Regions from separate parts of the Rattus norvegicus genome. Here region 1 is linked to region 2. The links are chromatin contacts, called in public Hi-C maps. All regions are on one chromosome and are shown on one strand. The core of a region is the stretch at or near the end of the contact, and the rest is flanking DNA. Distances in the headings are between cores, read along the strand shown.

What was found. Hi-C and Micro-C count contacts between places; a contact is called where the count stands out from the background.
Region 1: a Hi-C map of Schwann cells shows a contact between it and region 2, with 2.5 times the contacts expected there. The contact joins two enhancer-like sites. A contact is called at or near these places in 3 of 12 Hi-C or Micro-C datasets (Schwann cells, liver and mammary epithelial cells).

The regions. Positions count from the first base shown.
Region 1 is chr3:84,909,833-84,912,532 of GRCr8, forward strand. No RefSeq gene overlaps it. Among named protein-coding and RNA genes, the nearest start is that of Itprid2, 32 kb to the right of the region's middle. Within about 2 kb of position 1,384, at least 5 of the 93 cell types and tissues checked have an H3K27ac peak or open chromatin away from gene starts, as enhancers often do. A contact at or near this core is called in Schwann cells, where this site is marked.
Region 2 is chr3:84,823,237-84,825,936 of GRCr8, forward strand. The region is part of intron 2 of LOC102553121 (a long non-coding RNA gene); the gene reads left to right. Among named protein-coding and RNA genes, the nearest start is that of Neurod1, 54 kb to the left of the region's middle. Within about 2 kb of position 1,300, at least 11 of the 93 cell types and tissues checked have an H3K27ac peak or open chromatin away from gene starts, as enhancers often do. A contact at or near this core is called in Schwann cells, where this site is marked.

The DNA of each region.
Region 1 (2,700 bases), core at 134-2,633, 87 kb after region 2:
GACTTATAATCCTAGACTTACTGCTTGCATACTAAAGCATAAAGAACAAGAGGGTAAAACTGTATAACTACCTGTAGCCTGGGTGGCTAATGTTGATTCCCATGGAGGAGAAGGGGGCGGGGGTGAGCAAGGCAGGTAAATTATGACCGCCCAAAGGTAGGCAGCCTGTGGGACCATTTCACATTTGTGTCTGTTTCTCAGGTTTTACTTCTACAAATCACTGCATCAGACGACATGCCAAGTACCAAATCTTTTTCTCCTCCCTTAAATTTTAATTAACACTTCATTCCTTCAGGGCCTCAGTGAAATGCCTGGCTAAGTTCATAAGCTTATTCATATGAAGGTTAAGAAGTTAATGTACTGTGTGTGCAATTCCACGTACGGTGTGCCTATTTTGGCTAAGGCCCTCCATGACTGATTCTACAGGATAGCCCAGGAAATAAAATGACTTTCAGACTCCACAGTGACGAGGGAGTGAGAGTGCAAGCAGTCAGAATCGAAACGGTCTCAGAGGGAAGAAGCATTCTATCGCCTTTGTACAACGGGGACCCCTCAGGAGGCCTCACGCTCTCCTCTGTAACTCTATTATGTGGAACGGAAGAAGTATTTTTGGCACCCAACTGTGATTTATTTTTTAAAGGTCATATAAAATATTATTTACATGTCAAAGAGTATATCAAGTTAAAGTATACATTGCAGCATGGCTTTTAAAACTAAACTGACGCTGCTTTGCAATTGTATACTATCAATTTCCTGCCCTACAGATTCCCCTGTTCTATGTTCTTCATACGAATGGAATTATGACGCTTACTTTCCACAGTGGTTTCAAAGTCGCTGGCCCCCTCACTCTTCTGCTTCTGCCTCCCATCACTAAGATCACAGGTGAGTGCTACCATACCCATCTTTTTTACGTGCGTTCTGGGGATCAAAACCTAGATCTTCATGCTTAAATAGCAAGAGCTTCATCAACTGTGTCCTCCCCCTCCCCGCCCCATCCCCCATTGCTCCCTTGAACTTTTGCGCATTTACAGGAGTGTAATTTCTGATGGTACCACTTTGGTCCAACTGAACACACTTTTTCTCAAATGTATATCTCCCCCCCCCCCAGACCATAATCTGCAGAGCATATCATGGCTCAGAATTTTTACCAGGGATTTAGTGGTTTGAATAATTAAGGATAATCAGATTTATGATAACTAGGTTTATATTTTGACATAAGGAATGTAGTAAACATTGCCACTGGGATGATTTAATTTCAGAGAACTCTATGCTAAGGAATCCAGATGGCTCATGAACGTGTACTTTGAGCATCATCAGTTATGACACATTGGGTGTGTGCACTGCGGTCAGCTCCTCCTTTATGCCATATACGGCTCTGGCAATTTAATGACTCACTATGGGTTAACGTCAGAAAATCAGAGGCTGTTGCCCATGTTCTATGATCCTACTGAATGCTAACATTTAAGAATGTCTGCTTGCTCTGGAGATACAGGCCGTTTTATACTTTGATTTTTGTAAAGAGTCTTATTTTTCTGAAGCAGTATCTGGAACTATAGCCAGTTTCTCTCATGTTTGCAGTCTCTCATTCACACTGCTTTTGTAGTTGTCTAGTGATGTATGAAAGCAAGATGATAGAGTACCCTCCATATTTAGAATTAGGATATTCCAGAATGCCTCCCTTCTTCTTGGTTGTCAGGTATTCCCGAGGTTCACAGACATTTGCTCGCTGTACTGGAGTAAATGAGGCAGGTATCCGTTAGCTTAACCATTTCCAAGAGGGATGGATGGCGAAGAAATGTGTAATGAAGGCATGTACATAGTAAAACAATTTAAACAACTTGAGGCTGAGACTGGAGGATCACGTGTTTGAGGGAGACCTGGTCCTCATAGTGAGAGCCTGTCTATAAAGCAAAGACCATTAAGGTACCATGATGGTTATGGGATGCCTGGCTTTCATCACACATATCCACTGTGTTCACTAATGAGGGTAAATAGCTCTTCCTGCCTTGGACTAGCACTAAGATGATTTTCTTAGCCTGTTGTAGCTGTGCACATCAGAGACCGATGCAGGAGGGTTACAAGTTTGAGGCCAGTCTGTGCAACATAGCAAAACTCTCTCTGAATTAAAATAAAAACAGGCTAAAGGTATTGTTTGGTGCTAATGTGCTCGCTGGGAATGTGCAAGGCCCTGGGGTTAACCCCTAGTGCCACAGAAAACAAAGCACCCACTATTTTCTGTTGCTTAATATTTATTATGCCATATTTTCCCACATAGCATTGTAAGTGTGTCCCTTGGTTGCCTGTAGCTAATTCTCAAATAAATAGGCATGGAAGTATTATGACTGTGGCTGAAAATGTTCCACATAAATATTGTAATGATCCCAGGAGGGGTTCAACTTTATTTCTATTTGGGTGTTTTTCATTTCGTGTGTTTAAAAAAATTAACATAAGTTTTGTGTGGATTAAGAAAAAGAAAAGATGATTGGGAAGAAAAGTAAAGATGTGTTATTCCTATATGAGGTTTTTTTTTTCCCTTTAGTTTTATCTACCCTGGAATGAGGTATAGAATTTACTTGAAGACAAACCCAGAAAGCATTGTTTTGAGTGCTAATGGCCCTTTCCTTTAAATGTTGCTGAAATACTAGTGTCAAAAGGGAGTTACCAGCTTAAGCTGTGCCAAGTAGGGAAGGTGGGGCTGCA
Region 2 (2,700 bases), core at 50-2,549:
CCACTGAGGTATGAATGACCCAACTACACTGTTACACAACTTAAGGCAGAAGCGTTGTAAGCCCTGGATGTTACAGTTTCAATAATGACTTTACTGAGTTAAAGACAGGAAAGAAGATGTATCTTTCTATGATGACTATGAGTTTATCCTGTGACTACAGGTTTGTAGTTCTGAATACATACAGTTTATGCTTTTGGTTATTATTGTTACCATTTGAAAGCTCCTGGCTATAGTTATTTAGTATCATCAACTCAGTGAAAGCTTTCAAGTTTCTATTCCAAACTTTGTAAAACATGTTTTTATTATTAAAGTGCTGTAACAATTATTTTAGTGTCTTAAATATTTGAAGATAGGAACATAATTTATGATAGTTACATTAAATAATTCCAGCATTTGCGAGATTTGAGGCAGGTGGATGGAGACCTTGAGGTCAGCCCGGGTTCCATAGTGAAATGCTCTCTTTAATTAGAAGGTATTAATGTGAAATCCAGAACCTATAGACAATAGAGTGAATGAGGACACAGCAGACAGTACTGAGTGCCTGTTCCACTAAAGCTTGAGTAGAATGAATGGTCTAACTACTTATCTGCTTAATTTCCTGCTAAGCCAGACATGATCACATCAATTTCCTTTATGAGCAAATGTTACACAATTACAACATTGAGGGGGAGAGAAGTAATTTTGAACTCTAAACAACAGGACCATGAATTGATTGAGTCAACACAACTAGAAGGAACAACTCCTACCCTAGTTGGAAAGTTTAGTTGTAAGGAATGAGTGCAGCATTTGCCACACTGTGGAAGAGGCCTTGCCGATTGCAAAAGAAAGGAAACTAAATCACTTTTTAAATTAATCACACTTTGAAACTTGTCATTATTGTTTGTACGTATTTGTTATGAGAGTGGGAATTTCTACTACCCAAGAAGAGAATGTGAACTTTGATTTTTTTTAAGTGTTCACACACAAAAGGGTTGGTTGGCTCTCAGCCACAAATAAATGTAAAAGTTGTCCCTATGGCACAAGAACTCCCATAGCCAGGGGAAACAATGAGATTAACTGCTGAGTTCTTTCATTCATTTGCTTTCAACAGTCCGTTGCCTTCCCTGATTGCTTCTCTGCATCTCTAGAGAAATTACAGTTCAGATTTGCCTGGATCTGAACTGCACATAAGTGGTTTCACATGCTGTTCTCTGTGATTGGCTTCCCTCCTCCCCATGGCATCTCTAGGTTCCTCTGCGTGGACTCGTGCCCTGTGAGTCATCTCTGCGCCGAGACATTGGTATATCTGGTGAGATTTACGCATCTACTGCATGACTGATGCACATCGGCATCTTTCCAGCACGTCACTGGTGTGGGCAAAGCTCCTCTAACCTTGTACATGTCTCCAGATGCACATTCGCTGCAGCCATTCCAGAATCTCTACCTAAGAACGAATTGCTGTGGCCAAGGGCGGTTGTTCCATAGCCACTTTACAATCACCCCGCTGCAGGCAGAGGGTGAGAGCGTGACTGCTCAACCCTGCCAGCACTTCCCATTTCCCAACCTTTAAAAGTCTTGCCAAAACTGAAGAACAAAAACGGTATTTAATTGTGGCTTAAATTGCATGTTTTTGATCTCCAGTGAGGCTACTTAACTCCCACCCACCACCACCACACACACACAGAGACACACACTTTCCTGTTGGTTACTTGTCTTTTTTCTTGATTTAAAGATTTTCCATAGATGTGCTAGGTTCTAACCCTCTGTTCCACAGTTGTAGCTTTTGCCAGTGTGCTACTGTTTCTCCCTCTTTTGTGGCATATATTGTGAATGAGCACATTTTTGGCTTTGCTTTTCATTTTCCCTTGTGGTACTCAGGATCCAATCCAGGCTGACATGAGAGCCAGTCGGGACTCCACTACTGGGCTTCTTTCTCAGCTCCCATGAGACCCTTGCCATTTTGTTGTATCCACCACTCCTTCGTGATGTGTGTTATTTCTTTCTTGTCTTAAGAAAGCTCTCTTTATCTGAAGGACTAAAGATTATCTTTATCTTAAGATTAAATTTTCATCTTTAAGGCTTTAATCCACTTGGAGTTGATTTCTTGGTATGATGCAAAGAAGAAATTGGGTTTTTGGTTGTTGTTGTTTTTTTTTTTTTTAAGTTTATCGGGATAATAATCTCTTTTCTACAAGAAATCTTTTTTAAAAATTTATCAGGATGATAATTTCTTTTCTACAATGCATCTTCTTGATAGTCTAAGAACAACTATAGGGAGATATATTAGAATAAATCTTTCATTGATAGGCAGATTGAAGAGAGGGGGACTCCTCTAAAGGAAACAATGTCTTTGATGAATAATTTACCCTCTCCCTATTATTTTGTAATGGCAGGTTGATCACATGTGGGACAGTCTTGTTCATATTGCTTCTGAATATTGTACACTGTGGCAGCATTTACTTGTTAAAATTGAATATATGCTGTATACCAGGTAGCATCTCACACCCTGACAAGACAGCAGTGAACAAGAAGTCTTTTTTTGTGTGTGTGCAGTTTACATTGTAGACAGATACGTGCTCTAAAGGATTGTTAAGTTGCTATAAAGAAAGTAAGGTAGTGACAGGGAACAGGTACAGTGATGGGAGTGAGGTAGCAGACATTGCTGCCTTAGGGCATGGCTCCTCACTGGTACATTTTATCTCACAGGAGACACAAAGGAAC